4 separate regions of the Mus musculus genome follow, and all the other regions are linked to region 1. Evidence: chromatin contacts called from public HiChIP or PLAC-seq and Micro-C data. All regions are on one chromosome and are shown on one strand. Each heading gives the region's core, a stretch centred on a gene start, on an enhancer-like site or on the middle of the called end of the contact. The rest is flanking DNA. Distances are from core to core; before and after follow the strand shown. Region 1 has its middle 32 kb from the start of Gm32908. Region 2 has its middle 110 kb from the start of Gm40249. Region 3 overlaps Grik3 (glutamate receptor, ionotropic, kainate 3). Region 4 overlaps Grik3 (glutamate receptor, ionotropic, kainate 3).

Region 1 (6,767 bases), core at 2,783-5,282:
TTCCAGTCCTGACTTCCTTTAGTGATGAACAGCAACATGGAAGTGTAAGCTGAATAAACCCTTTCCTCCCCAACTTGCTTCTTGGTCATGATGTTTGTGCAGGAATAGAAACCCTGACTAAGACAACTATCTAGTGAGTTTAAGGACAGCCTGGGTTCTATGAGACCTTGTATCAAAAACATGTGATATGGAGAGGTGTATATACCTAGATACTCAGGAACTTAAATTAAAAGACAAGGTTAAACATACTTGGAAATCAACTGGATGCGACATTCGGACAGAGATTCTGCCTCATGGGAAGAAGAAATAGCATGATCCCTGGCACCAAGGAAGGGTAAGACTGGTGACCACATTCCATGGAGGTACGTGTGTGTGTGTGTATTTATGTATGTGAAGATGAACATGTATGTGGAGGCCAAAGGAGAATCTCAGATTTCATTCCTTAGGAGCTGTCCACCTTGTGTTTTTGAGATTTCTTTGTTGTTGTTGTTGTTGTTGTTGTTGTTTTTATCTGTTTTGTTTTGTTTTTTGAGACAGGGTTTCTCCGTGTAGCCCTGACTGTCCTGGAACTCACTCTGTAGACCAGGTTGGCCTCGAACTCAGAAATCCGCCTACCTCTGCCTACCAAGTGCTGGGATTAAAGGCGTGTGCCACCACCGCCTGGCTCAGAACCATGGATTTTTAACTCAGATGGCTGAGAGAAGTTTTCGCTGCTCTCTGAAACATCACAAGCCAAACCTCCATTGTCTGCACTGCTCTCAACATTGTTGTCTTCCAGGCTTCTACAGAACATCCTTACTGAGTGTTTGACAATCAATGGCTTTTCTAGTCCAAATTTCCAAAGTCCTACCACATCCTCCCCCTACGAAAAGACATGGTCAGGTCTGTCACATTAACGCCAACTATGTTGGTAACAATTTCTGTCTTAATTAGGGTTTCTTTTGCTGTGATGAAACACCCTGACCAAAAGCAAGTTGGGGAGGGATGGGTTTATTTGATTTATACTTCCACATCACGGTTCACTGAAGGAAGTCAGGACAGGAACTCAAACAGGGCAGGAACCTGGAGGCAGGAGCAGGAGGTTGAGGGCAGGGAGTGGTGCTGGCTTGCTCCCCATAGCTTGCTCAGCTGGCTTTTTTTTTTTTTTAATAGAACCCCGTACTACCTGCCCAGGGGTGGCCCCACCCACAATGGGCTGGGCTCTCTCACATCACTTATTAATTAACCACTGATTAAGAAAATGTCTACAGCCCAGTCTTTTTTTTTTTTTTTTTTTTTTTTTTTTTTTTTTTTTTTGGTTTTTCGAGACAGGGTTTCTCTGTATAGCCCTGGCTGTCCTGGAACTCACTTTGTAGACCAGGCTGGCCTCGAACTCAGAGATCCACCTGCCTCTGCCTCCCGAGTGCTGGGATTAAAGGCGTGTGCCACCACGCCCGGCTTACAGCCCAGTCTTATGGAGGCATTCTTTTCTCACTTGTGGCTCCCTCTTCTCCTGTGACTCTAGCTTGCATCAAGTTGACATAAAACTAAGATAGCACAACTGACCCTTGGTCAACCTGGCACACAAACACATCACTAAGAAGCCACAACCTTTCTTTTCTTATTCACCCCCAAGATCTCACATTAAAAACATAAGTAACTTAAAAACTCTCATAGTCTGTACAAATTCAAACACATTAAAACTTCAGTTCCTTTAAAATATCCAGCCAGGGCACAGTCACAGTCAAAAGCAAAAACCAAACTCCAGCTGTGTAAAAAACTCAGTATCTAATGTCTGGGATGCACTCATGACCTCTGGGCTTCTCCTAAAGGCTTGGGTCATTTCTCCTTTGCCGCCTGGTGCTGCACACAGATTGTGTCCTAGGCTTAGGTTGGCTCCATGCTATACCTGCTGCTGTCCTTGGTGGTCATCCCATGATACTGGCATCTCCAAAATGCTGGGGTCTTCTGCTGTAGCTGGACTGAACTTTTACCAAAAGCCTCTCCTGGGATTTCTTCAGAGACTCCAGCCCTGCGGCATAGCACCAAGCCTCAGCTGCTCTCCATGACTCCTTCATGCCTTCAAAACCAGTACCACCTGGGAGATTCTTAGACAACTAAGCTCAGCTGCCAACAGGAAGTACAGCTGTGACTGCTTCTGGAACACAGCTCCTGTATGATTCAAGGCATCAGCAGTGCAATGTAAAAATATGAACATTGCTGTGTTGATAAAATGATATGGAGAGAAGAGTATGTTTGGTGAATGTGTAATCAGGTGTGTGTGTGGGGGCGAGGGGGTGCCTCCGAGGGCCCATGCTGAGGCATCCCTTCCCCCTGAGGGACCAGCCACAGAATAGTAGAGAGGGGAGTTGAGAGGGTAGGGGGGGAGGGAGAGAGAGAGAGAGAGAGAGAGAGAGAGAGAGAGAGAGAGAGAGAAGAAGAAGAAGAAGAAGAAGAAGAAGAAGAAGAAGAAGAAGAAGAAGAAGAAGAAGAAGAGGAGGAGGAGGAGGAGGAGGAGGAGGAGGAGGAGGAGGAGGAGGAGAAGGAGGAGAAGGAGGAGGAGGAGGAGGAGGAGGAGGAGGAGGGAGGAGGAGGAGGAGGAGGAGGAAAGTAGAGAAGTCATGAGCATGCGGAGAGAGGGGGTAAGGGATGAGAGGACAGAGCAAAGCAGGAAGGCAAGAGAGCAAGAGAGAGAGAGGAGGGGGCAAGCATCTCCCTTTTATAGGGAGTCAGTGTTGCCAGGTAACTGTGGGACGGGGCTTAAACAAAATGTTAACAAATATATTCCAGTAACAGAAACTAATATTTCAGAATCAGTAGAACCATTCAATTTATCTAGTTATTTTTTAATATGTGGGTTCTGAGGCTCGAACTAAGGTCCTTTCTAGGGGTTGGACTAAGGTTGTCATGATTGCAAGTACTTCATCAGCTGAGCCTCCTCCCTAGCCACCTGCCCTGGGAACTTTCCGAGGGAACACCCCTGCTGTAGAGTACTTTGGTTCAGAGGTTTGACAAGGAGAGGCAGGGACAGGGCCAGCTCAGAGAAAGAGTCAGCAGGCTGTGGGATGCCTTATGTCCCCTTTAAGCTGCCATAGTTCCAAAGCAGTGTGTAGGGGGAGACCCTAGTGGAGCCTGTCTCAAGGAAGAAGCTGGTGGCTTATCCTTGGCACTCGGGTCCAGTCTGTGATGGTGAGGTCTGGCTAGCATTGGGAGTCTAAGGATAAAGGTCACAGCTGGCCAAGTGCTTGGCTTCAGGCTGCTCCTGACAGCACTTGCAATCCTGGGACAGCCTTCCTCACGTGCCTTGGTCATGGTCATTCCCAGAGGCCAGGACTCACTCATCCAGAAGCTATAAGCTTCAGCTTCCTGACTAGAGGCTAGTGCCAGCCTGGCATGGCCTTGGTAGGGACAGAATGACATGTTTCTTTTCTTACTCACCCCCAAGATCTCACATTAAAAACATAAATAACTTAAAAACTCTCATAGTCTGTACAAATTCAAACACATTAAAACTTCAGTTCCTTTAAAATATCCAGCCAGGGCACAGTCACAGTCAAAAGCAAAAACCAAACTCCAGCTGTGTAAAAAACTCAGTATCTAATGTCTGGGATGCACTCATGACCTCTGGGCTTCTCCTAAAGGCTTGGGTCATTTCTCCTGGTGCTGCACACAAATTAGGTGTGGGCATAAGGCTTGTTTGTATAATAATGTACATATTTTCGTCTTCCCCTGAGGATTGTCCTCCTTGTTAACATTAATGAGTCTGGGAGGCGAAGGTGTGGCTAATGTCTCAGCACAATGGTAAAACACTGGGACCTTCAGGACAGCCCTTAAGGCTATGCAAAAATATAAGGATGCAATATGAATTGTATAAAGCTTCACAGATCTAAAGGAACAGAGGCACCTGCACTATGAGCCAGCTTGTCAGAGAGATACAAAGGCAGGCAGATACAAAGGCAGGCAGATTCCTGAGTTCAAGGTCAGCCTAGGACAGTGCAAACTTAGGTTCTGGCCAGGGCAGAACCCCAGGGTGGAGTCCCACCCAGCTCTCTTAGGGTCATGGAATGCTGATTCATGGGGATGGCCAAGAGGGAACTTGAAATAAATGACTGATGCCGGGTGTGGTGGCACACACCTTTAATCCCAGCACTCGGGAGGCAGAGGCAGGTGGATTTCTGAGTTCGAGGCCAGCTGGTCTACAAAGTGAGTTCCAGGACAGCCAGGGCTATACAGAGAAACCCTGTCTTGAAAAACCAAAAAAAAAAAAAAAACCCAAAACAACAACAACAACAAAAAAACCAACCAACCAAACAAAAAACCTTGCCTTTTGGTCTGCAGGAGATGAGCTAGCAGTTATTTTTTAAAGTTTTTTTTTTTCCCTAGTGAGAGCTGACCTGTTTGGAGAGCTCTTGAGATTAAACACAGCTCTTCAAGACTTTCTAACAGGATTTCTGATTTTAGTCAGAAAATCCATGGAGAGCAAACATGACTCTTTTAGAATTTTTTCTTTTTCTTTTTTGTTTGTTTGTTTTATTTTGTTTTTTTGTTTTTCGAGACAGGGTTTCTCTGTGCAGCCCTGGCTGTCCTGGAACTCACTTTGTAGACCAGGCTGGCCTCAAACTCAGAAATCTGCCTGCCTCTGCCTCCCAAGTGCTGGAATTAAAGGTGTGTGCCACCACTGCCCGGCTTAGAATTTTTTTCTAGCAGGATTTCTTGGTCAGAAATCCTGAGAATTACTTAGAGAGCAGGCACAGCTCTTCTGGAATGTTTCTAGGAGCAATCCAGAGACGGCGACCTGAAGAGTGAACACAGCTCTTTAGAGGTTGGATTTTTTATTTTTTATTTTTCTGATTTTAATTGGAAAACCCAAGAACTAACTCTAGAATTTTTCTAACACAGGATTTCTGACTTGGTCAGAAGAGCAAGAATTTTTTTTATAGCCACTTTTCTGACATTGGTCTGAAAACTCATGAGCTATCCAGAGAGCTTTTAGAATTTTTACTAGCAGAGAGAGCTGTCTTGAACAGAAAGCTAGCTGTTAGAGCTTTTAGAATAACAAGAAAAAGAGCAGAGCAGAACTGAGGACAGACAGACAGACAGACAGACAGACAGACACACACACACACACACACACACACACATACACACAGAGCCTGGAAAGCCATCTTAGCACAACATAGGCTGCCGGCTTAGACCCACAATTTGACTTTGAGTCTTGTTTTTGCCACTCTCAGACACCCTTTCTCTCAGAACCTCGACCGAGCCGAGGCTGGTCCTTGGCAGGCAAGGCTGGTCAGATGTTCCCACCCATGTTCAAGCCTTGTCTCTGATGGATAACACACACTTCCCATGCCTCCTCCATTCTGAGCCCAGGATCTGTGCTCACTGCTGGGCTGGCTTGTCCTTTCTGGGAAAGAGGAATTATAGAAGTTCTCAGGGCAACTTAGCTTCCTCCTGACTATGAACAAGCAAAAACCAGGGACAGCACTGTAGGCTACAAGCCTTGAGCCCAAGGCACAGCCCTCAATCTGTCATACCCATTGCACAGATGGGGAAAACAGAGACATGATGATATTTATAGTCATATAAATCCGGCCATGGGTTTGGCCCTTGGGAGAGCAGAGTCTTATGTTCATGACAGTCATGATGAGGTCCCCATTCCTGCATAGCCAGCCCATCAGCACCCAGGCTCCCTCATCTGCAGATCTGTGTTTGCCTGATCCCAGATGCACACTTCACACCACTCTCAATTTTCCATCCTGCCTCTAACGCTGAGTCTGGTCAGATAGGGGCTCCCTTATGTCAAGAACTGGGTGGTCCCTTCCTTATCTAAATCTACATAAAACATCTGAGACTTGAATTGAAGCAGGGAGATAATTTTTGTTTTGCTGTGACTTGTCACTTGAAGGAGATCTCGTTGGCCCCCTGAGGCAGAGAGAGCATCCTGAGTCCTAATTTGATGCTTTCTTTGAGAGACCTCCGAACTGGTCTTTTTGAGGGTTGACCCATCTTCCTTACCAAGCCGGTTTCTTGGTGCTCTCCACTGGTGGCCAGCAGGTGGCGCTGCAGTCCCAGTTTTGCAGGGCTTAGCTCTGTTCTTGCTTGGGGCTTGGTCTACTTACTGTCTGGGGTGGGTCCAATAACTGTAGTCATTGAGAATCCTTTTCCGTGTGTGTGTGTGTGTGTGTGTGTGTGTGTGTGTGTGTGTGTGTGTGTGTGTGTGTGTGTGTGTGTGTGTTTGTGTGTGTGTGCGCGTGTGTGTGTGTGTGTGTGTGTGTGTGTTTGTGTGTGAGAGACTTTACTGAGGGCCAGTTCACAGTATGCCTTTTGTCTCAGCTGCTTGCTATCCTGAGAAACCACCCAGCTAGCTGCTTGGGCTGTTCTCTGTGTCCTGGGCACTTTAGTCTCGAGCTCTTTCTATGTACTGTGCCTGTTGGTGGATACAGCAGTCAGATCCCCTGTCTACCAAAGAACCCTACAAAATAGGGACCCATGGCAGGAGGTGGTGTGCCAAAGCCAGGGTAAAATCTTGTGGGGTGACTACCAAGGTCGGGAAAACTACACACCTAGCTTTGTTCTTAGCCTCTGCCTGAATCACATACTGGACAAATTGCTGCTCTGGGACCAACGATCTTAAGGTTGAGACGCTTTTGGGGTACATTGTCCACCTGTGTCAAAAATGACAGTCCCGGATGGCAACTGGGGCTGACCTGATGGGAATGTGTGCATTACAAGGGAAGGTCAGTATGAAAAAATAAAGTGGGACCCAAAGCGGGACCCGTGCCCAT
Region 2 (6,755 bases), core at 3,738-6,237, 260 kb after region 1:
GCGCACCAGGTCGTCTTAGGCCTGTGGTGAGCTGTGCCAGGCCTTCATGAGGTGAGCATGTGAGAGAGTAAACTCCTTCCCAAACAGCCTGAAGTAAAAAGAGAGAAAGTAGAAAAAGGAAGGTCCCGCCATCCCCTGTGAGGACACATCCCCTCCCCAATAAGGAGAGAGAGAGAGAGAGAGAGAGAAAGAGAGAGAGAGAGAGCTCGTGAGGCCCCACCTCTTACCATTTCTACCATTTCCCGTTCTCACTGTGCTGGGGGGCAAGCCTTCACCATGCGAGGGGCATTTACAATCCAGACTCTAATGTGTGCATTAGCAAGAAGTGGCTAGAGAAGTGGCTCAGCAGTTAAGAGCACTTGCTGCTCTTGCAGAGGACCTGGGTTAGGTTGCCAGCACCCACATAGTGGCTTACAACAATCTATAACTCCAGTTCTAGGGGATCCAGCACACTCTTCTGGTCTCTGCAAGATACCAGTCATGCACATGCTACACATACATATATAGATACATGCAGGCAAAACATGCATACACATACAAATTAAATCTTTACAAACCGTGCAGATGGCTTACAATCTTTCTGTTATGCTAATCTTTAAGCTTTGCCTTTTCAACCACACCCAAATTCAGTCAAGCCACATTGTCAGTGCTCTGGAGCCACCCACGACTCTCCTGTCTGACATAGGAGATCTAGAAAGTTCTCTCAGGAATTCGTGTTTGTGCCCAAGGCCAAGCAATGGCCTGGCCCAGGGAGGGAGTGAAAGTTGGCATGGTGTTGTTGCCTATTGCAGAGTTCTGTTCTCCAGGGCACAGACCAGGATGGTGCTTGCCCAGGGCCTGCTGTCGGGGACAGTCACGTGACTCTTCTGTCTCGTCCCAAGAATGGTCTGCAATAGCCATTCTTTTGGTTTTGAATGAGTGAGTTTATTGAGTACACAGCAAACAAATGTACAAGAATAAGTGGTGAATGGTAGACAGAAGCAGCAGGCAGGCAGGCAGGCAGGCAGACAGACAGACAGACAATTACACATCATCTGTTCAGGTGCTCAGAAATCCAGAGATGACCGAGGTGGCCCAACTGAGAGAGCAAATGAAAGCATATGGCATCAGATCAGGAGCAAACACCTGGCAGACACTGACTGACTGTCCTTAGACAAGGGGTCTTAGAAAACACTGGAAATAAACATGTTCATGTTGGAAGTGTGTGGGGTCTCCTGAGCCAGCTTCCTGTTGCGCTCAGACAGCACGTGGTAATTTTCCAATGTGAGAACTGGAGCAGGCAAGGGTACATGAAACTGTGTGTGTGTGTGTGTGTGTGTGTGTGTGTGTGTGTGTGTGTGTACTTGTGCATGTATATGGGCACACACTCAGGTATGTAGACATGACTGTAGAGGCCAGAATTTGACCTTGAGTGTCTTCCTCAACCACTATTCTTCATCTCTCTTTTTTTCTTTTTTGAGATAATATATCACGCTAAGTTCGGAGCTGGCTGATTTGGCTACATGAGCTGGCCAGCAAGCCCCAGAGATCTTGTTCCCACCCTTCCATTAAAAAGAACATGTTGCAGTGTCCAGCCTTATTATATGGGGGCTGGGAATCTCTACTCAGGTCTTCATGATTGCATGGCAAGCATTTCACCGGCTGACCCTCCTCCACAACCCCTGATGGGGAAAGCTTTATGAGCCAGTGTGCCAGGGACTATGTTGGTCTTTCTTCTGCCATAGGTGCCAACAGTGATCTAAATGGTTGCCGCACATCAGCCTGAGTTCAGAAGGGGACTGTGGCATGGACAGGCTGATGCACAGAGACCAGCTGCATTTGTCACACTGAAGCTGGGTCAATCCCTCTCTGAACCAAGGGAGTGTGTGGGTGGCTGTTAGGACATCTTGGAGACTGTTTTTCATGAAACCTGCATGTCTCAGTCCATTGTGCTTCCATAAGAGAACATCAAATGGGCGCTTTATGAAGATCAGACACTTGGTTATCTCAGTTCTGGACTCTGGGAGTTCAAATTGAGGATCTGGAATCTTCTAGAAGAGCTGTTCTCTGCTTCCAAGGTGACACTTGAAGCATTGTGTCTTCAAATGGTGGAAGGCAGAGGGCATGGTGGGGAGTCTCTGCAGTGAGGCACCAGGGCTCTCCCAAGACTCTGTTACCTCCTGAGACCTCCTTATAATATGGCTACACTGATTGTTAAGTTTCAGCACACAGGTGGTGGAGAGAGAAGCCACCACTCACCACAGCACTGGTATCACGTGTTCTAGGGTCCTAGGATGTCAGCACCAGGGTCCTACAGTCTCAAGACAGGCCTCGGGTATGTGGTAGCCTCTTGGTGGGAGGGGCCTTGGGCTTCAGGGCAGAGTGGGGAGCACTGACCTTTGATGGTTACCCTGTCATTAATGACGGCTATTCTCTGACTCTCCAGGCATGTGCACGCTGGCCAAAGCCACCTCTGTCCTCAGACTTGCCCAGAATCTTGGTTATTTCCCAGCCAGTTATCCTCGGACTAGGTGCGAAGCTGGAGCAGTGTGCACCTGGGAAGGGTCAACTGAGGCCAGTGTAGGTGAACCGCTACTGCTGGGGACTCCAATGATGGCCATAGAGTGGTCTGTTACCACTCCTTCTGAAAGAGCCTGCTACCACAGAGGGGTGGAGGGTCATTGTGGAGGAGCTTCTGTGCCCTGGAGTCTCTCTCAGCTGCTGTATATGGTCAAGATGGCTTCTGGGCCAGCCTAGAAAGTCTCATAGTAGCTGGCCCTGAACTGCATCATCTAAGATATACAGAGGGACCAAGAGAGGGTGTACTAAGCATGTGGTAGACAGCAAAGGAAATGGTTCTCCTCTCTCTCTCTCTCTCTCTCTCTCTCTCTCTCTCTCTCTCTCTCTCTCCCTCTCTCCTCCCTTTCCCCCTGCTCTCCTTTAGTTTGTGAGGTGGGAGGAACAGTGTACCACCACTGGTTTCCAGGGAGAATCGCTGCACAGCAAGAGCGGCGTGGGCGGACGGGGATCTGTACTCTCTCACCTTCAAATCCACTTGGGAAGGGGAGGTGGGCTTGGAGAAAGCACTGGGTAGGCTCAGCTCAGGTCCCAACCCTCTGGGCTCCATCTGCCTGCTAGAGAGGTTTCCGCCATTTTCTCTTCTTCCTTTTGGGGTGTATTTTTCAGGGGGAGGATTTTGGCTTCAGTGGGGCTCATTCTAAAGACAGGAGTCTCTTATTCCTGGATTATATTTACCTCTGTGCTAAGGTGGAAATTTTCACCTACTTTGATGTGGTTCTATTTGGAAGGGAAAGATGTTTTGATTAATTAATTAACTAATTCTATTGTGTTCTTTTACGAAGTGTTGGTGTTAGGGGGTGCAGAGAAGACAACTCAGTAAAATGCTCGCTGTGCATTCTTGAGGCCCTACCTGAGTTTGATTCTCAAACCCACATAAAAGTTGGGCATGGCAGTACTGGGGTCTATACCCCAGTGCTGGGGTAGCAGAGACAGGAGGATCCCTGAAGTTCCCTGGCCAGGCAGCCCAGCCAGTGAGTAAGTTCTGCTTTCCTGCCTCGGAAAATAAGGTGGAAAGTGATCAAGGAAAGCATCCAGAGTCGGCTTCGGGCCTCTACATGCATGTGCACATGTACCCATTTATATGCACACACAGACACAGACACAGACACACACACAGACATCTCATGCACGTAGAATCCTTGGTGTTAAAAGGTGTTTCATTGCAATATATATATATATATATATATATATATATATATATATATATATATTGTTCATGTTTTTAAGTGAGTGATTTTTGCAAAATGTTTGGCTTCCCATCAAGTGTCAGACATTCAGTCAGTTCTGACAACAGTCAGTCTCTATCACCAGGTCCTAGGTGACAGGTGGAAAAAGAAAAGAAAAAAGAAAAGAAAAGAAAAGACCCCAGCAGCAACAACAAAACCCAAAACACAAAAGCCTTATACTCTGGATGAGGTTAGGCAGCAAGGTCCCAGCTAGCAGGACACCTGGCCTGTATGCCATTCACTGTCACACGACCTCTCAGACCAGGCACTTCATCAAGTATGGGGTGCACTTGGGAATCCCATTCTTGGGGTTGAGTCTGGTTTGTTTGCTCACTGTGCAATTTTAGGACACTCACTTAACTTCTCTGAGCCTCGGCCATCAAGTTTTCCTACCCAAGCAAGTACAACAAATTTTCAGTTTGTAGACCACGTGAATCTCACAATGCCATATGGTAGTTGGTGACCTGCGCCTGCTGATGTCACTTGGACTAAATGGTCATCTCACCGAGGCACAGGCTGAGGAAAACACAAGGAGTCCTTCCTATGGCTGCCTCCCCTTCCTCCTTCCTCTCCATGTTCTGCTTGCTCTGCATTCAAAAGCCCACCCTACCACCCACCACCGTGGCCCGGAATGTGCTCCACCGAGAGCACTCAACTCCCAGCTCCGTGTTTGTAGCAGATTTCACGCCAACGCAGCTTACCATTTTGACACCGCCAGATCGCGCCTCTTTATTTCGTTGCAGATTTGTGGGTTTTTCCTCATAAAGTGTTTACTGCGTATGTGAAATATAATCACGGCTTTATGAATATGAACTAGATTATTTTAATGATTGCAGGTAATTTGAAACTTAAGGGCAATCACATTTCCCAGCCATCTACAGCGTTTCGGAGACACGAGTGAGCGGTTCCAAACAGCCGCGGTCGCGCACGTCTGCCCCTCTGTGGTCTCCCCGCTCCAGCCCTGTGTTACGGTGATCTGATTATTGTAATTGATGACATTAGGAACCAGGAATCGCGCAGAATAATGCAGGCGCCTGTCATGCCAGAGCGCTTTTATTCATTGTCAGCGAAGTTCATAAAGTTGAAAGGGAACATCTCCGTGGACCGCGACAGCACAGAGCTGCATTCAGTCTGTAACTCACCAATGAAATGACGATCAGCAGAGGCCCACTTGAATGGGCGATTGGAAGCAGTTCTCTACACCCCTCCCCCTGCCTGGACCCCTGGGAGTTGTATTCTGCCAATCCCAGTCATCCTCAGCAGGAGGCCCCTGCCCTGGGGCCTAGGAATTCATTACCTACCGGGACCTGCCTTCTTTTGTTCCTGTTCCCAGATTTCAGCCGCTCTTTTCCAAGCCGGATCCCACCCACACCCTTTTGAGAGACTCTCTCCTCAGTCTGGAGACTCAGGCTAGAGAATTTTGTTTGTGACTCTTGAGGACACAAGGCAGGGAGCTCTTCTAAGGTGCTTCTAGAATCCTGGATCTTCTTTTTAAGGTGCAACTGAGATCTCTGTGGATTTTAAATGTTTTTACCTCTCTCTCTTCTACTGCTTTGTGTGTGTGTGTGTGTGTGTGTGTGTGTGTGTGTGTGTGTATACAGGTGCGTGTGGAAGCCAGAGGTCAACCTTGGGTGTCGTCAACCATCCGCTTTGTTTTTTGAGATAGGATCTCTCACTAAGTCCTGGGACTCTGCAGTTCAGCTAGGCTAGCTGGCCAGTGAGGTCCAGAGATCCGACCGACTGTCTGAGTCTCCCCAGTGGAATGCAGCCATGTACCAAAACTCTTGGCTTTTTACATGAGAGGATGGAGGTTTGGGGATCGGAACTCAGATCCTCAAGTTGGTACACTTTACCAATGGAGGGGCATCTCCCCGCCATCCCCACCTTTCTCCTTGGGCTCTTCCTCTCTTTTTTGGTGCTGAGATGGCAACTGAAGCTCTTGCACTAAGCTCTGACCTCAGCCTCATCTTTTCTTTGTCTTAGAGCTGAGCACAATAGCCATCAATTACTGAATGCCACAGCGTGCAGGCGTGGCATTTACGCGCTCACAGGTCATCTGACGGAATTCCTCCAAGCCACTTACTTATTCCCATTTTCCACACAGAGACACGGTGGGTCAGAAGGGCTAAACCACCTGCTTAGGACAGCACATTTTAGTTAGTGGTCAGTGATAGGACTCAAACCTAGACTTGCGTGGTTCCAAATGGTTACAAAGTAGCTTCTCTCAGAAGTGTGGGAGGCAGAAAGGAAGCGCATTTCAGAACTTTCAGGTGCATGGTGTGGAGGGGAATCCTGGAGCGCCTCCGGAGGAGTGGCGCTGGGAGCCCGGCTTCACACAGACGGACTGGAATTCTGCAGTGTGCTGGGGAGAGGTAGGGAATTGCTCATCAGAAGCTCAGAAGAGCCCAGAATTCAGGGGTGTGCTGGGATGTTTAAGAATGGCACAGACTCCCAGCTACATGGAGTGTGGTGACCTTGACCAGTGGTCACTGCAAGAGACGATGGGAAGAAGGTATCAGGCTACTTTTGGTCCCCCAGCCAGGGGGACAGGAACAGGTCTTACAGGGCAGTCCACTAACTAGAGGGAACCACCCCTCGCTGCCCTTCACCCCTCCTCTCCCCCACTGCACCATCTGCCTAGAGCCTTGTTCTGCAGGGTAACTGCAGCTCTCCAGCCCTGGGAAGTAGGTGAAGGAGGGCAGGATGGTTCTCCTCTCTTTCCTGCTAATTTGCTGCTTCTGCTTAAGCTTGTAAAAAGTTTCTTGAGCAAAACCACTGTGGCCTGCTGGAGCCCGCTGAGCTGCTGTAATTAAGCTTTGATTAGCCAGCTATAAACTCCCTTTTGGAAGCCAGCTTTGCCCTTGGAGGCCTTCTGTGGAGTGACCTGATCCTTAGGCCCCAGGACTCTGAGGATTTTCCCAGCCACCATGGTCCATAGGCAATGTATCTTTAGGAATGGGTTCGTATCAC
Region 3 (7,224 bases), core at 477-2,976, 380 kb after region 1:
CGGGCTGGGATGCTCTTGGTAAAGGACTGTTATTCAAAACACACTTGAAAGTAAGAAAACAAAAAAACCATAAAAGTGGGCCAAAGACAGTAATAAGCAGCTCATCACAGAAGATATACAGAAGGTGAGCAGGCAGAGAAAAAGGCACTGTGTTCTATAGCATCCTTGCAGTGCAAATGGAAACAATAGCATGTTTATGAGAACAGCCAAAATCCAGAACACTGGCTTGGATGGCTCATCTTCACTGTCAGCTTGCCTGGATTTAGAATCACCTAGGAGACACACCTCTGGATGTGCCTTTGAGGGTGTTTTCAGAGAGCATCCAGAAGAAAAGACCCACGGGGCAGCAGTGGTGGTGAGCACTCGCCTTTAATCCCAGCACTCGGGAGGCAGAGGCAGGAAGATCTCTAGGAGTTTGACGTCAGCCTGGTCTTCAGAAAGAGAGTTCCAGGACAGCCAGGGCTACACAGAGAAACCTTGCCTTGAAAGGAAGGGAAGAAAGAAGGAGGAAGAAGAAGAAGGAAGAAAAGGAGGAGGAAGAAGAGGAGGAGAAAGAGGAGGAAAAGAAGGGAGAGGAAGAGAAGGAAGAGGAGGAAGAAGAGGAGGAGGAAGAGGAGGAGGAGGAGGAGACCTAACCCTGATGGACATGAATCTTAGGCTGGAGCCCCTGGAGCTCTAACATTCACTTCTCTGCTCTCTGACCCTGGGTGTGGTCTAACCACCCATCCCATGCCACTGCCATGCCTTCCTGGCCACGATGGGCCATATCTCAATTCACAAGCCAAAACAAGTCCTGCTCCCTTACAGTGCTTCCTGTCAGGTATTTGGTCACAGCAACAAGGAAGGGAAGTAACACTGTGACAATAGCCAATACTTGTGAAGATGAGGAGCAGCAGAGACAGCCCTGATGGCGGGGCGCAGAACTCTGATTCCAGCTGCTAATAAGACTCAATAAACTCTTTTCAAGGTCTCATCCCATGGCCTGGAACTCATTATGTAGCCCAGGCTGAGGTCAAACTCATAACAACCCAACGTTCTTGCCTTAGCCTCTCAAGAAAATCAAACACAACGCTTGTCATTCAATCCAGCGGCTGTGCTCTTTGGAATTTACCCAAAGGCGCTGGCAACCTAAGTCCACTTAGAAGCCTGTACAAAGGTGTTTACAGCCGTTCTATCTAAGATTGTTCAAACTGGGAGGCAACCCAGGACACTCTTCACTAGGTGAATGGACAAAGAAGTGGGGACATTCACACAGTGAGATAGGCCACGCTTACATTAAACCATGAAACGATTGGGAAGACGATAGAAGAAACTTAGGTGTGTCTTACACAGAGAAGGTGGCCTGAAAAGGCTGCAAACTGGATAGTTCAGCAGTATTCTGGGAAGGGATCACGTGGAGATAGTAAAACATGGTGAGTGGTCACCAGGGATTAGGGGTGGGAGGAGCTGCGTAGGAGGAAACACAGAGGCATTTTAGGGCACTGAGATCTCTCTGCATGACACTGTTGTCAGACCCATAGTGTTCAATACTGAAAGCGAACCTTACCCTGAATCCCACGCTGAGACAGTGTGTCAATGCAAGGCCAGCACCTGGAAGGAAAGCACCACTCTAGTCCCTGGTAATGGCCACGGAGGAGGCTCTGAGCATGTATGCGCAGGGGACGTGGGAAATCTCCCCGCCTTCTGCTCCACTTTGCTGTGAGCTGGAAACTTCCTCCCTCAAACCAAGTCTATTGAATAGAGAAACAAAGGGGCGGCTGCGGCTGCGGCTGCCGGGTGACCCGGGTGGGGTTGTTCAGCTAGTAAAATGCTTGCCTTGCAATCATGAGTTCAATCCCTGGACACTTTGTAACAAACAACAAAGGATGCTTTCCAAAGCTAAAGGGTTGATGACTAGGACTTGTAATGCTCTTCTTGGGAAAGCTGGGATTGGAGGACCCAGCCAGACCACTAGGTAAGTTTCAGGCCAGGGAGAAACCTTGTCTGAAGAAGGTGGACTGGGGTTAAGAGCACTGACTGCTCTTCTAGAGGTCCTGAGTTCAATTCCCAGCAACCACATGGTGGCTCACAACCATCCGCAATGGGATCTCATGCCCTCTTCTGGTGTGTCTGAAGTCAGCAACTCATGTACATAAAATAAATTTAAAAAATTAAAAATAATTAAATTGTTAAAATAAATTTAAAAAAAGAAGGTGGACAGCCCCTGAACAGTACCTGAGTTTGTCATCTGACCCCCCACAGAGGCACACAGCACGTGTTGAAAGTATAACAACGTAAAAACAGAATTCTAGGCCTTTAGGCCCAGGCTTGGGAATGTGGCCTTTGTAAAGGTATGCTAATCATAAAAGAGATAGCAACATTCCTCTACCCACCCGCTTCCTGGGTTCAAAGAGTGCTCATTCAAAGAAAGTCACCCTGGCCATTACCAGAACCTGCAATGCAAATGTGCTATTGTTAGGGGCTCTTAGAAGCTGTCTTGAGAGTTAACAATTACCAGGTATTCCTTGTGACTCTTGTAACTTTACACTTCCTTGTGACTCTTAACTGGTATCTTTGGTATCTTCCAACAACGCCCTCCCCACTTCCTTGAGTTTCGGTTTCTTCCTTTAAATACCCCCTTACCCAGCTACTCGGGGCGCCAGGGTCCTCTACCCCTGCGTGGTGTATGACCGTGGGCCCGAGAGCGCTCTTGAATAAAAATCCTCTTGCAATTTGCAGCAAGACCGGTTTCTTGTGGGTGATTTTGGGGTGCCACCTCTCCTGAGTCAGAACGTGGGGGAGCCCTCACATTGTGGGTCTTTCAGTGTATGTATGTGAACATACCCCGACACAAACATAAATAAATGTAATAAAAGATAAAGAGGAACTCAGGGGAAATAGTGAATATGTTAGAGTGCAAATCCATCCCTTCCCCGAGGATGTTAGCCCACCAGCTTTAACGCCTGAGAACACAAGCTTGTGAACCTGTGTGGGTGAGCAAGAACCTTCTCACACAAGCATGAAACAAGATGAGAAGGAAGGTTGCGAAGGGTCATTTCCTCAGAGCCCTCATCTATGGATGACTGCTTTCCTTCTGTGTTTTTCTGCCTCTCCAGAAAGTTCTGCGCTGAGCACGTACGTGCGCCACATCTAATGAGAAGAGTCACCACACCACTGTATTTATCTGCTTAATTGGTCAATAAATGGTCAAAATGCCACATGACATGGTAAGTCCATGTCTAAATGCATTGATGTAGAAGGATATCTTTATGGAATATTAATAAATAGAATCTCCTCAATGTCCCAAAGCGAGAGATTTCTCAGTATATTAAAACCCATCTGCACAGTGAAACGGGTCCTGAGCGTGGCAATGAGGACAAAGAATGATAAGATACAGGGACATTGCTTCAAAACACAGGAGGTGTGGAAGTGATGGGGGAGGGGTGTGCAGGGCAGGGGAGGCTGCAGGTCCAAAGAGCCAGGTCACGTGAGAGGCACGTGCAAATGTAGCTGGTTGATCTCTCTAGAGGCATGACACAGTCTTCATGATAAAACTCTTTTAAGGTTAAGGTCTGAACAGGATGCAAAAGACTGGAGGTTTCACCATCAGAAAAGACAGAGTTGGCATTAGTCAGAGTGCCTGCGGTGGCTTAGCAGGTAACTCCTGCTCTTGCTGTACAAGCTGAGGACTGAAATTTGCATTCCCAGGACTAGGGTTAAAGAGGAGCGGGGCGTGGCTTTGTTCACCTGTAACCCCATTGCTGGAGTGGAGCAAAGGAAACAGGCGGGGAGACTGTAGGATGGCTTGGGCTCCCTGGCCACCAGCCTAGGCAAAACAAAACAAAACAACAAAATCTGGGAGTTCCAGGTTTAATGAGATACACCTGACCACTGCCTTTGACCTACATGCATTGAGGCACACACGTGTGCACATGCATGCATATCTCTAACACATACAAGCACACACACACACACACACACACACAACTTGCAGATGTTACTACAGTTCCCTTAAAAACTCAAGGAAATCAGATGAAAACAGAAGCAACTAAGCCCAGAGCGCACTCAAGGGCCAGCCTGAGAATTACACAAAACATACAGCCTTCCTATGTCTCGGCCATAAACAGCAAGGAATTGCAAGGAATAAAAAGGGCCCTACTCACAAAAGCAACAGAAAAAAAAATAGTAAAATGCTTTACAATAAATGTGCAATTTCTCCATCAAGCCAAGTACAAAACTTTACTGGGGGACATAAAAGAAGACTTGAATAAATGGGGAGACATAACTTACTCCCGGAAGGGCTGGCTCAATATTGTAAAGATGTCAGGTCTCTTCAAATTAATTTATAAATTTAACGCGATTCCAATTAAAATAAAAAAGGACACACCAGAAGGACACACACCAAAATGTTAACAGTGGTACTTTCTAGAAAGTAAAGAACGTAATGGAGCGTGTGTTTTTGCTGTTGTTAGGCAAGCCTTCCGTGTCGAGGGGAGGGGTGGGAAGTAGGAGAGGCTTTAAAACGCTCTTAAAGAATGCTTACGAGCGCAGAGGGCAGCCATGGCCTTCCCTCAAAACACTGCAAATAATATCATATGATACTTGTTTATCCAATGAAAATCAGGTTTGAAATATTATTTATAGCTACAGAAGAAAAAAAAAAAGCTGGAAGGATCTGTATCCAAACATTATACTCAACTAAGTATGGGTACAAGGGGTTAATGGATTATTTTGCTCTTCACATTTTCTGAAGTTTCCCAAATTATTTATAGCAAATATGTACTGTTGCTTCAAAATATTTTTACAAAGTGTGTGTGTGCGCGCATATGCATAGCATACATGCTGAAGAGATGGCTCAGTGGGGAAAAGCACTTGCTATGTGGGAATTTGAGTCCGCATCTATGTGCAGAGCCGGAACTGGGACTCCACTGTTTTGGGTGTGGGGCTGCGGAGGTGGGGCTCACTAGAGTTGGTTCCAGGCTCAGTGGGAGACCCTGTATCTCGGGAATGAGTCAGAGACTGACTGCAGAACACAGGAAGTCATTCCTCTTCTGGCCTCTCTCACACATGCACACATATGCTAAATACAAAAGCAAACAAATGGGTAAATACCAAATAAGATGTTTTTTTTTTTTTTTTTTTATATTGAAAGCAGATCCCATTCTTTTTTTTTTTTTTTTTTTTAAAGATTTATTTATTTATTATATGTAAGTACACTGTAGCTGTCTTCAGACACTCCAGAAGAGGGCGCCAGATCTCATTACGGATGGTTGTGAGCCACCATGTGGTTGCTGGGATTTGAACTCCGGACCTTCGGAAGAGCAGTCGGGTGCTCTTACCCACTGAGCCATCTCACCAGCCCCCCAAATAAGATGTTTTAAAAAGCGAATTTTAAAAAGAAAAAAGAAAAACCAATACCCGCACTTCAGAGGCAGAGGCAGGCAGATCTCTCCAGTTGAAACCAGTCTGGTCTATAGAGTGAGTTCCGGGATAGCCAAAGCTACACAGAGAAACCCTCTTTGGAAAAGAAAAAAGAAAAACAAATGAAACAAAATAAAACCAAGAGCTCCTAGAGTCTGGTTGCTTCCTATCAGAAGAACACTCCCCTGCACGCTCTAAGGCTGTGGGGCACAGTCTTTTTCTTGGCAGGACTCCACAAAGGCTGAGTCTAAGCCTTCATCAATCCACTCTGTGAAACCTGCTGACATCTGCCCTGTGCCAACCTGCCACCGGACCCCCATCACCGTGGATCTTGTTTTTAATGGCTGACGATGACCAGCGAGCAGCTGGCATGTCTGTGCTCCATTCTTACATACAACAGTAGAAAGATTCCCCATTTAGGCTTCAGTGAAAGCATGCCTTGCTCAGACCCAGCCATCTCCACCAGAAGAAAGTCTTCCATGTTCCCAGGACTTGCTTTTCCATGTGCAGAGTGGGGTACACATTCAAAGCTTGACTCCGCCGAGGAAGAACTACACCAGCAAAGCTGAGTGTGTTGATTTCCTGAGGTCTCAAAAGGCACAGGAGGAAACAGTGTGATTTAGACAAATGAAGGAATGTGACTTTCCATATCCCAGGGCAGGTGTCGACCGTCTTTTCTTGTAGAGGTTCAGAGAACAAACATTTCTGCCTTAATGAGCCAGCTGATGTTTGTTGTAGTGATAACTCTGTCATGAAGGCACCCCAAGAAACTAATGGATGTTTCAACAAAATGCCAAACCTTAGCTGAGGCTACCTCTTTCCCCCAGTCTTCCTCTGCCTCTAACCTACCTTGCTCATCCTTCTACTTTATAAACACCATAGACCTGCATCCATGTGTTCTGACCTATGACCCAGGTGACACTTTGAGGGGAGGTGCCCACTGCACTTCTCTTTAGTTGGGGGAAAAGACGGGCTCTAATCTTACACACACACAGCCAAGGGTCCCCTTCTACTCTCTCCCTTCTTGATCTCCTTACCCTCTGCAGAACAGGTGCCTGGTAGGCTGGGTTCTGATCCAAGCCCCGCCCCTGTGGGCACAGGCCCCGCCTCTGTGGAACACAAGCTCCGTTGGGCTTTGGCTTCTGAAGAGTGCTCCTGCCCCACTTGGAGACAGCTCCCTGGTTCCCCTGGCTCATCTCCATTCTCTCCCTTCCCATACATTCCTCACGAGCAGTATTTAAAGAGGCTAATAAGTAGGTTGGCACCGTTGATTAATGCACAATCTTAATCATGATTGCATAGTGTAATTGGCATTAATTTGAAGAGCCAGTTCATTATGAAAATAATTGTCACTGCTTTCTGCTTTAATAAAATGGAGCAATGACACCAGGGCCGCCGAGGAAATGGGATAGGGTGAGTGAGTGAGTGAGTGTGTGTGTGTGTGTGTGTGTGTGTGGTGTCCCAGAAGAAATGAACACGGATGGCTTGGGACACAGCTGGGACACTGGCTTCAAATAATCTTTTTCCTGAACGCCCAGTGTGTAAAAGAAATGACAGTCCTGACAGAAACTGATTGTGCAAAAGGAACATACTTAGTCCCAACCCCTCTTGGTCACACACTCCCAAAGACCCCTGTACCCCTGAGACACGGAGACTAGTGTTGCCCTGTTTTATACAAGAGGAAAGGAGAGGTCCAGGAGCACTAAGTACAGTTAGTACGAAGAAGTGCGAAGTGGGAAATTCTCTTCTGCCACCAAAGGCAGAGATGTTACAAGGCTGGCTCCTGCCAGTTTTTGAGAGGCGGGAGTTAAATCTTTAGGGGGT
Region 4 (7,646 bases), core at 2,171-4,670, 460 kb after region 1:
AGAGACCCACACTTCCTTCTCCCTCATCTCTGACATTCCCTGGAGACTGCTATGGCATCCACTCATTGCCCAGGAAGAGAGTCATTGGAGGAAGCTTTTGTTTTAGCGTTCTAAGGGTTGACATGAGGGCATGACGCCCACATGACAGTCTGCATTCATTCACACAGCAGTTGGTCTGCCCACCATTCTGTTTATCATTCATCCATTAGTCTGTCTATACAGTCATCTATTCATCCATCTATCCATCTGGTCAGTCACACGCCTGTCCATCAATTACAGTTAGTTTTAACTGTCAACTTGACCCAACATAGAATCCCCTCGAAACCGTCTCAGTGAAGGATTGTCTGAAACGGGTCTGCAGTTCTCTCTATGCGGTACTGTCTTAATTAAATTAGTTGATGTGGGAAAACCCAGTCCATGGTGGGTGGCACCATTCCCTAGGCAGGACATCGAGAGCTGAGCTGAGTAAGAATAGAGAACTCAAGCTGAGCATAAGCAAGCATGCATACGTTTCTCTCTCTCAGATTATGATCTTGGATGTGATATGGGACCAGCTCCTGCCCCTGTGACTTCACACAAATGCACTGTAACCCTGGGATTGTGAGATAAAAGAAACCCTTTCTCACCTAATGTGCTTTTTGTCAGTTTTTTTTTTTAATCATAGCAACAGAAAGGAAACAAAAGCACCACCCTTCTATCCATCTGTAAATACAGCCATCCGTCCATCTGACCTGCTCACCTACCCATCCACCTGTCTGTCTGTCTATTTATCCACCCATCTGTCCATCTGTTTGCTCATCCAGTTATCCGCCTACCCATGCATACCTTAGCTGATACTTTGGGATACTTCTGAGCTGGGGCTGTGCCAGGCAGCAGCCTCAGAACAAATGAGAGGAATCAAAACAGTCCCTGTCCTCAAGGCGCTCCCAGCCTGGTCAGTGAGAAGGCGGGAAACAGATAAATGACAAGATAATGTGATAAGTACAGTTACCCAGCTACGAACAAAGAGCTGTGAAAACACTTCAGCCCAAGCCTGGAGGAACAAGCGCTTAAGAAAGGCTTGTCAGAGGAGGTGCCATGGAAGCTGAGTCCTGACAAATGGATGGCAGCGTGGAAACCAGGAATAGGAGAGAGCTCATTCCAGCACACCTCAGAGGTGTCCTGTGACAGCCTTACATCCACAGCTAATAACTTTGAGGTTCCAACTAAATCCACTCCAGACATTAAATTCAAACCTCAGACAGTCATTTCAGACCTTGGACTAGGAATAGAGCCGTATAGAAAATAATCACCCAGACCTCTCAAAGACATATCCTTCCCCTAGAACACTAGCAAGTTCGTGTGGGGGTGAGGGGGGCTGTGCTTAACTCAAGCTGGCTGGCTGCTCCTTTGTCCTGTGGAAGAAAGTCTGACAAAGGCTGAACACAACCGAGCATATATCACTTCCCAAGTCAAGCGAGTGGGCTAAGAAGGCAGAGTTCAACATCCCTAAAGTCATCAGATAGGCAGTGCTATGGGTCAACTCCACGGCTGCCAGGCAAAGAAGGTCCTAGAGCAAGAGTTCTCAACTCTTGTGGGTTGCAAACCTCTTTGGAGGTTGAATGACTCTTTCACGGGGATCACCTAAGACCATAGAAAAACCATTTTACGTTCTGGCTCATAACGGTAGCGAAGTTCCAGTTCTGAAGTAGCAACGGAAATAATTTTATGGTTGGGGGTCACCACATGAGGAACTGTATTAAAGGGTTGCAGCTTTAGGAAGGTGAAGAACCACTGCTCTAGAAGCAAAGCTTGAGACAGGGTTTGAGTTCAAGCCATCTGCCTGAGAGCTACTCCAGAGAATACTGATGGAGAAGACGGGGGGGGGGGGGTGTGGGGGGGGGTGGTGTGTGTGAGTCAGAGTGGGAGGGGTGTGGCTGAGCAGATCATCCAGGAAACCCTGGGGACATCATGGTCAGACTCTGAGCTAATCCCGCCAGAAGGCAAAGGAGCAGAGTGTTTGTCCTCCCATTCCGAGCATCACTGGCTTAGGGCTATCCCCTACAGCTTCAGGAATCCAACACCTGTTGCCTGGAAAGGCCCTCAGTTAAGCACCTGCAACAAAATCCTGCCATGATGTAAGTCCCCCCCACAGGCTACAGACAGTGCTCAAACCAAGGTCACCAACTGAAAGGGAGAGTGGTTCCGGGAGGCAGGAGCTATCTTCCTTCCAGCATAAGGATATTCCACTTAAGGATATTCAAAAGAAACCTGAGTAATTAGGAAGGCACAGCTCTGAGAAACGATCAAGAGACAACGCAAGCATACAACCAACTGCGGGATAGAATTCCAGCAGGGGACAAAAGGGTGGCCCTAGGATCCAAAAGGTGAAGGGAAACCAAAAGCCTGTCCCAAGCCCTGTCCCCTTGGGGTCCTAACAACTCTTGGTGGAGGGGCATCAGGTAGGGGGACCTTATGGGACAGGAAAGAGGAACCTGGAAGACCTGTGGAGCACCTAATGACCCTGACCCAGGGCAAACACCAGCCATGGCCTGTACCTAGATAGACATCCATCCGGAGCCTCTCTGTGGGAAGCCTGGAGTCCGCTCAGGGCTGAGCAGGCCCCCGAGTAACTTTCCTCCAGAGCGCGGCAAAGTAAAACTCCTCAAAGTGCCGAGTCACAGGAAACGCCAAGATTCTTCACACACAGAATAATGAGGCAATAAAACTCAACTATAAAGTTAAATAATTTACCATAAATATCTAAAGCTCTCAAATTATTCTCTACATTAACTGCCTATGTTTAAAACGATCTTTGCATTCACTATGTCACAGATGGCGAAAGCAAGACAAGAGAGTCCTTGACAACTCTAACTGCAATTAGCCCTTCCCAGCTGCGGTGATTTAAAGGCCTTTTCAGTTAAGCTGAATGAAACACCCGCGCTTTATAAATAAAGGCTTTACCAGGCCCGACAATGAAGTATTTGAAACGTACAGGCCTGAGCCACTGGGGAGGGGGTGGCAGGGGAAGGCTGTCACCACATCCCCAAAACTGCCTCCCCAGACCCTCAGCCGTGGTCCCTCCCTCCTGCCTCACTCATTTGATTGCATATGCTCTCTACTCCCGCTCAGACTGCAGCCTCCTCCCCTAGGTCGGTCCACACTTCCCAATTCCCACCCAGACGCACACGCATCTCCATTCACATTTCTGTTGCACCAATGTCCTCTACACAGAACCCTATCACACACACACACACACACACACACACACACACACACACACACACACAGAGAGCATATAGCATATAGCTCAGTTGGCTGTACATCTCCAAGGAAGCAAAATGTGCAGGACCATGAAAAATTTTGTACTGTGTAAAGGCCAAATAAGGTCAGACATGTCAGCGTCTGTGGCTGAGTCCGGGTACCCTGGCCTCCTCTCCAGCTGGCCCAGAAGGAGGAGCTCTCTGTGCTGGGAGGAGCTGCCCTTCAACAGCACTTGAGCACCTCAGAGCCTGGCTGTGCATCACAAAGGAGGTCAAGGTTACCCTGATTGCCGCCAAACGTCCCTCCCCGGGGCCTGGCTGGTTAATTGCTTGGAGACTGGTGAGGCCGAAGAAGCTGTCAGCAAAATGGCCCTGTGAATCACATGCTTGGATCACTGGGATCTTCATGTTCATAAGGCTGGGCCCCTCCTGCTGCCAGCCAGCCACGCCCCTAGCACTGGGGGACACAGTCTGGCTAGCAAGGCTCAGCCACCTAGCGTCTTTTTTCTGCCTGGGATGCAGAGACCAGAGTTGGCCATGGCTCGGCCAGGAGTACTCGGGCTCAGTCTTCCTCACCCAGGCATATACGGGCAGAAATAACCATACCCCCTTTATTGAGCAATTACTTTATGTGGCATCCTGGCGCCATGCCCGAGGCCCTTGCAGACATAATCAATGCCCCTGGAACCTCACTAAGAACCTAGGAGCAGATGCTGAGATCTTTATGCCATTTGCAGGTGCGGCAATTCAAGTAACTTGTCAAGGTGTGTGCATTGGGGTGGGGGTGGGGTAGATGTCAATAAGGCAGCAAGCGCCCGCCCGCCCGACTCAGGTGCTGCCTGCTCTTCACAATGCAGCCTCAGAGCCTTACATCTGCCTAATCACCCCTTAAGTCTTTGCCCAGCCCTCCAGCCACCTTCCTTAGAATCCTATTTGAAGCTGGACAGTCAGGATGCCCTCTCTACCCACCCTTACGTCATCCCACTGGCGTCATCCCACTGGATCTTTCGGGGATCTTTGGGGGGGGTGACGCTTTCCCTGCACTACTCCTGGGCTACCCCCTGAGCTCCCCATCATGAGATCTCCCCTTGCCTCCCTTCCATCCTGGAAGGGCCAGTGCCCCTGCATCAGATCCAGCAAAGGATTCCTGGTAGAAGCCAGTTCCATAACCAGTTCAAGCCAGTGGGAAGACCAGGGAGCAGTGCTGGAGGGGCAGCTGGACTCCCAAGGATGAAGCCCAGGCAAACTCTCGTGAATGTGCTCAGATATCTGAGTTCCAAGGAGATGCCTGGGCTGGGACCCAACTCACAGAAAGGAAGAAAACAAAATGCCTTCCATCTCTGATGGATGGAGGAGCTGGAGGATCTTGGAGACGGGGTAGGAGGCACGGCATGGGCACATCAAAAGTGATCCAACAACCGAGGCAACTAGGCATCTGGGCACTGAGTAGGGCCCCTGCGTGAGTGACAGCCAGAGTTGCAGGGCCTGGGGAGGTGGCCCTGGGGGTGGGGCCACCTGCCAGTCTCAGAGAAGGAGGTGCACTTCCAAGGCCAGCCCTAGCTGGTGCCACTTGAGCCTCTTGGAAAGAGTCATAGGTCACAGATATCTGTAAGGAAAGGGACCTTGGACCTAGGGAGGAACTGCTTGCTACCTTTCACTCCCTTGCTGAGTTTGGGAACCTAAGGACAAAGATCGCAGATGGAATACGGAGGGAGAAGGCAGGACTTCAGTGAGCCAGGCCTGAGAGGAGAGTGTTATGAACGAACAGAGTCTCCAGTGGCTATGTGGGCAAGCTGGGCTTTCTCCTGAGGGCCAAACAGAAAGCACCACCCAGCCCTGTGAGCCAGGCGACAGAGGATGGGTAGAATAGTCTTCTAGGAGATGGAGAAAGATGGGGACAGCACTGAGCTCCTGGTGATGGGAGAGGCTAGGGGTGAAGGGTCACAGCGCGAAGTGAGGCAGAGGCACTTGCCCCATGGAAGGCATAGGATGAGGGAGTACCTGCTAATTAATTGTTCTTGCCTAGGACTGTCAAAACCACTGGGGGCAATAATCAGGCCTGTTGTAAGCACTTTATTTGTGTTTGTGTGGGGTGCACGCATAAATGCACACATTAATACACACACATATGCAAACTTGTATACATGTGCTCGTGGGTGTAGGATAGGTTAGCCAACAATGATATGGGATAGGTAGATCATCACTATTCCCATTTTACAGAAGAGAAAGATGAGGCAGAGAGGCTAAATACCTTCTAAAGCCATAGCTAAAGCACAGCCAGCATTAGAATCAGGACATCTACCTCCTGTAACACTAGGAGCAGATGAGCCAGTGATAGAGATGGGGTGTCATCTGCCTACAAGACTTGGGGACTTGCTGTGAATTGTAAGAAGCCAGGTCAGGAGTTGGGCATGGGAGCTCACACGTGGTGTTTTGCTAGATGTGTGTCCTTGACTTGGACTTTTAGACTCTTGAGCATCTGCATAGCTCTTCCACAAAGTGAGACATGAGTGAACCTCGGGCCCATGAGGTCCTGGCCTGTTATTCACGGCAGCTCCTGGGTGTCCTTACCGTGTGGGAATGTGATGCATCTGGGCAAGGAATGTGAGAATGGTAAGGCTGAGACATCGAGGGGAGTGGTGGCACCACAGTGACCCTCAATGCTGTGGGCCTTTACCTAGCACAATCTTGGGATTCCTCCAAGTCACGCTCCTTCAATGGGTGACCACTCAACCTGCAGACTTCGGCCTGGCCCACCTACCCAGTACAGTTAAGTTCCTCTGTCTGTCCTGCAACTTTATTTTCCGTGAAATAGCATCCATCCCATAGTGTTGTCCTGACTTTATACTCAGAATAGTGACTTGAAAACAAAATCCCATAAATGTCAGCTGTGACCTTCAGAGCTCTCCTTCATCAGGTGGTACCAGGACTAACTCAATGCCCTTGGCTCCCCATGTAGAACAGTGTGTGTGTGTGTGTGTGTGTGTATCATTACCTCATATATTTTAGATCATTTATTTCCAATAATGATAGAATTTTTGAAGGATAATTCTTATAAGTTGCCATACCACACTGAACATTCTAAACTTCCTGGCAAAAACTAAACACACACACACACACACACACACACACACACACACACACACCAGGGGTTGGGGTGGAAGACAGACAGACAGACAGACAGACAGAGTTCTTTCCAAGACACCTGATTCCTGCTGGATTGAAACCATTTTCCACGAATAACCATTACTTGGAGTGATTTGGTCCACTTGGATAGAATCCTTCATTAAATAGAACATAGGCAATTGCCATCGGAGACCTGGGTTAAGCTGAGGGGACCAGAGAGAAGCAGTGGAAACCTGCAGTCTCCCAGGTGCCTGGGAACAGCACAGAGTGGTTTCCTGCAGACTCCGGAGCCATCGAGAAGCTCAGACACATGGATGTTGTCACCCAGGGAAATTGTAATTTCCCACCATTTTGCCTCACACGTGAACTTTAATAAGCATGCCTGTTCCTGTTGCAAGCAAAACTACTAATTATCACCACCGTTTACAGGTCATGATCAAGCCACACCGGCATCCAAGGATGGTCCTTGCCTGCGACTCTTATCAACCTCCCCCATCCGCTCCAGATTCGTGCCTGAGGCAGCCAGTTATCCATGGGCTGATGATGGTCCAAGAGAAAAACTGACAGTCCCACTAAACCCTTCTCCTTGGAATCTGAGCTGTGGTGCTACTGACAAAGGGAGCTAGGAGGCCATTTGGTGAGAGGCAGAGGTTATGTCCCAAATGGCCAGCACAAGGCAAGATGGGCAATGTCTGAGCACAGGCTCAGGGGCAGAGGGCAAAGGAGAAGACTCTGGGCAGAAAACAGGGCAGAGATGTCCATAAAAGCACCAGGGACAAGCTGGATTTTCAGCCTCTGCTCTGCCCAAGCTCCGTGCCCTACACTGTGGTGGGGTGCTATGCACCCACGTCCAGCAACATTCTGGAGATAGCAAAAGGGAGTCTGTGTCTAGCAACTGAAACTCACAGAGCTCTGTGGCACTCTGACTCCTTTACACAGGGGCAGAATTGACAGCTCTGTCTTCGGAGACAGGGTTGGGCCAGTTACCGATCCATCTCACTGACCTTTAAGAAGAGTCTCAAGGATGTCGGGCTGGCCTTGAACTCCCGATGCAGTCATCCAGTGGAGACGACACCTAATTCTCCTACCTCCCTGTCTCAGGTGCTGGGGTCAGAGGCACACACCATCACGTCCAGTTTTACACAATGCCAGGGAAGGTGTGTCAGGCAAGCCCTCTACCATACGAACCACATCCTGAGCCTTCACTGTCCTCCTGGACACTTGGAATGTCTCCATCGTGTGCACACTATAGCCCAGGGACAGGTTTTTCAAACATGT

What was found. Hi-C and Micro-C count contacts between places; a contact is called where the count stands out from the background. HiChIP or PLAC-seq counts read pairs in DNA pulled down with a chosen protein or histone mark.
Region 2: a contact with region 1 is called in a Micro-C map of embryonic stem cells, with 1.7 times the contacts expected there. The contact joins two enhancer-like sites. A contact is called at or near these places in 3 of 484 Hi-C or Micro-C datasets (the G1E-ER4 cell line, embryonic stem cells and nephron progenitors) and 5 of 115 datasets of contacts at active chromatin or transcription factors (all in embryonic stem cells).
Region 3: a contact with region 1 is called in an H3K27ac HiChIP or PLAC-seq map of embryonic stem cells, with 3 times the contacts expected there. The contact joins two enhancer-like sites. A contact is called at or near these places in 2 of 484 Hi-C or Micro-C datasets (both in embryonic stem cells) and 5 of 115 datasets of contacts at active chromatin or transcription factors (all in embryonic stem cells).
Region 4: an H3K27ac HiChIP or PLAC-seq map of embryonic stem cells shows a contact between it and region 1, with 3 times the contacts expected there. The contact joins two enhancer-like sites. A contact is called at or near these places in 1 of 484 Hi-C or Micro-C datasets (nephron progenitors), 7 of 115 datasets of contacts at active chromatin or transcription factors (embryonic stem cells and epiblast stem cells) and 1 of 9 other capture datasets (embryonic stem cells).

The regions. Positions count from the first base shown.
Region 1 is chr4:125,989,621-125,996,387 of GRCm38.p6, reverse strand. No RefSeq gene overlaps it. Among named protein-coding and RNA genes, the nearest start is that of Gm32908, 32 kb to the left of the region's middle. Within about 2 kb of position 4,032, at least 9 of the 459 cell types and tissues checked have an H3K27ac peak or open chromatin away from gene starts, as enhancers often do. A contact at or near this core is called in embryonic stem cells, where this site is marked.
Region 2 is chr4:125,727,718-125,734,472 of GRCm38.p6, reverse strand. No RefSeq gene overlaps it. Among named protein-coding and RNA genes, the nearest start is that of Gm40249, 110 kb to the left of the region's middle. Within about 2 kb of position 4,987, at least 33 of the 459 cell types and tissues checked have an H3K27ac peak or open chromatin away from gene starts, as enhancers often do. A contact at or near this core is called in embryonic stem cells, where this site is marked.
Region 3 is chr4:125,604,078-125,611,301 of GRCm38.p6, reverse strand. All of the region lies in intron 1 of Grik3 (glutamate receptor, ionotropic, kainate 3), which reads right to left. Among named protein-coding and RNA genes, the nearest start is that of Gm32807, 47 kb to the right of the region's middle. Within about 2 kb of position 1,726, at least 21 of the 459 cell types and tissues checked have an H3K27ac peak or open chromatin away from gene starts, as enhancers often do. A contact at or near this core is called in embryonic stem cells, where this site is marked.
Region 4 is chr4:125,530,570-125,538,215 of GRCm38.p6, reverse strand. The region is part of intron 1 of Grik3 (glutamate receptor, ionotropic, kainate 3); the gene reads right to left. Among named protein-coding and RNA genes, the nearest start is that of Gm32807, 26 kb to the left of the region's middle. Within about 2 kb of position 3,420, at least 47 of the 459 cell types and tissues checked have an H3K27ac peak or open chromatin away from gene starts, as enhancers often do. A contact at or near this core is called in embryonic stem cells, where this site is marked.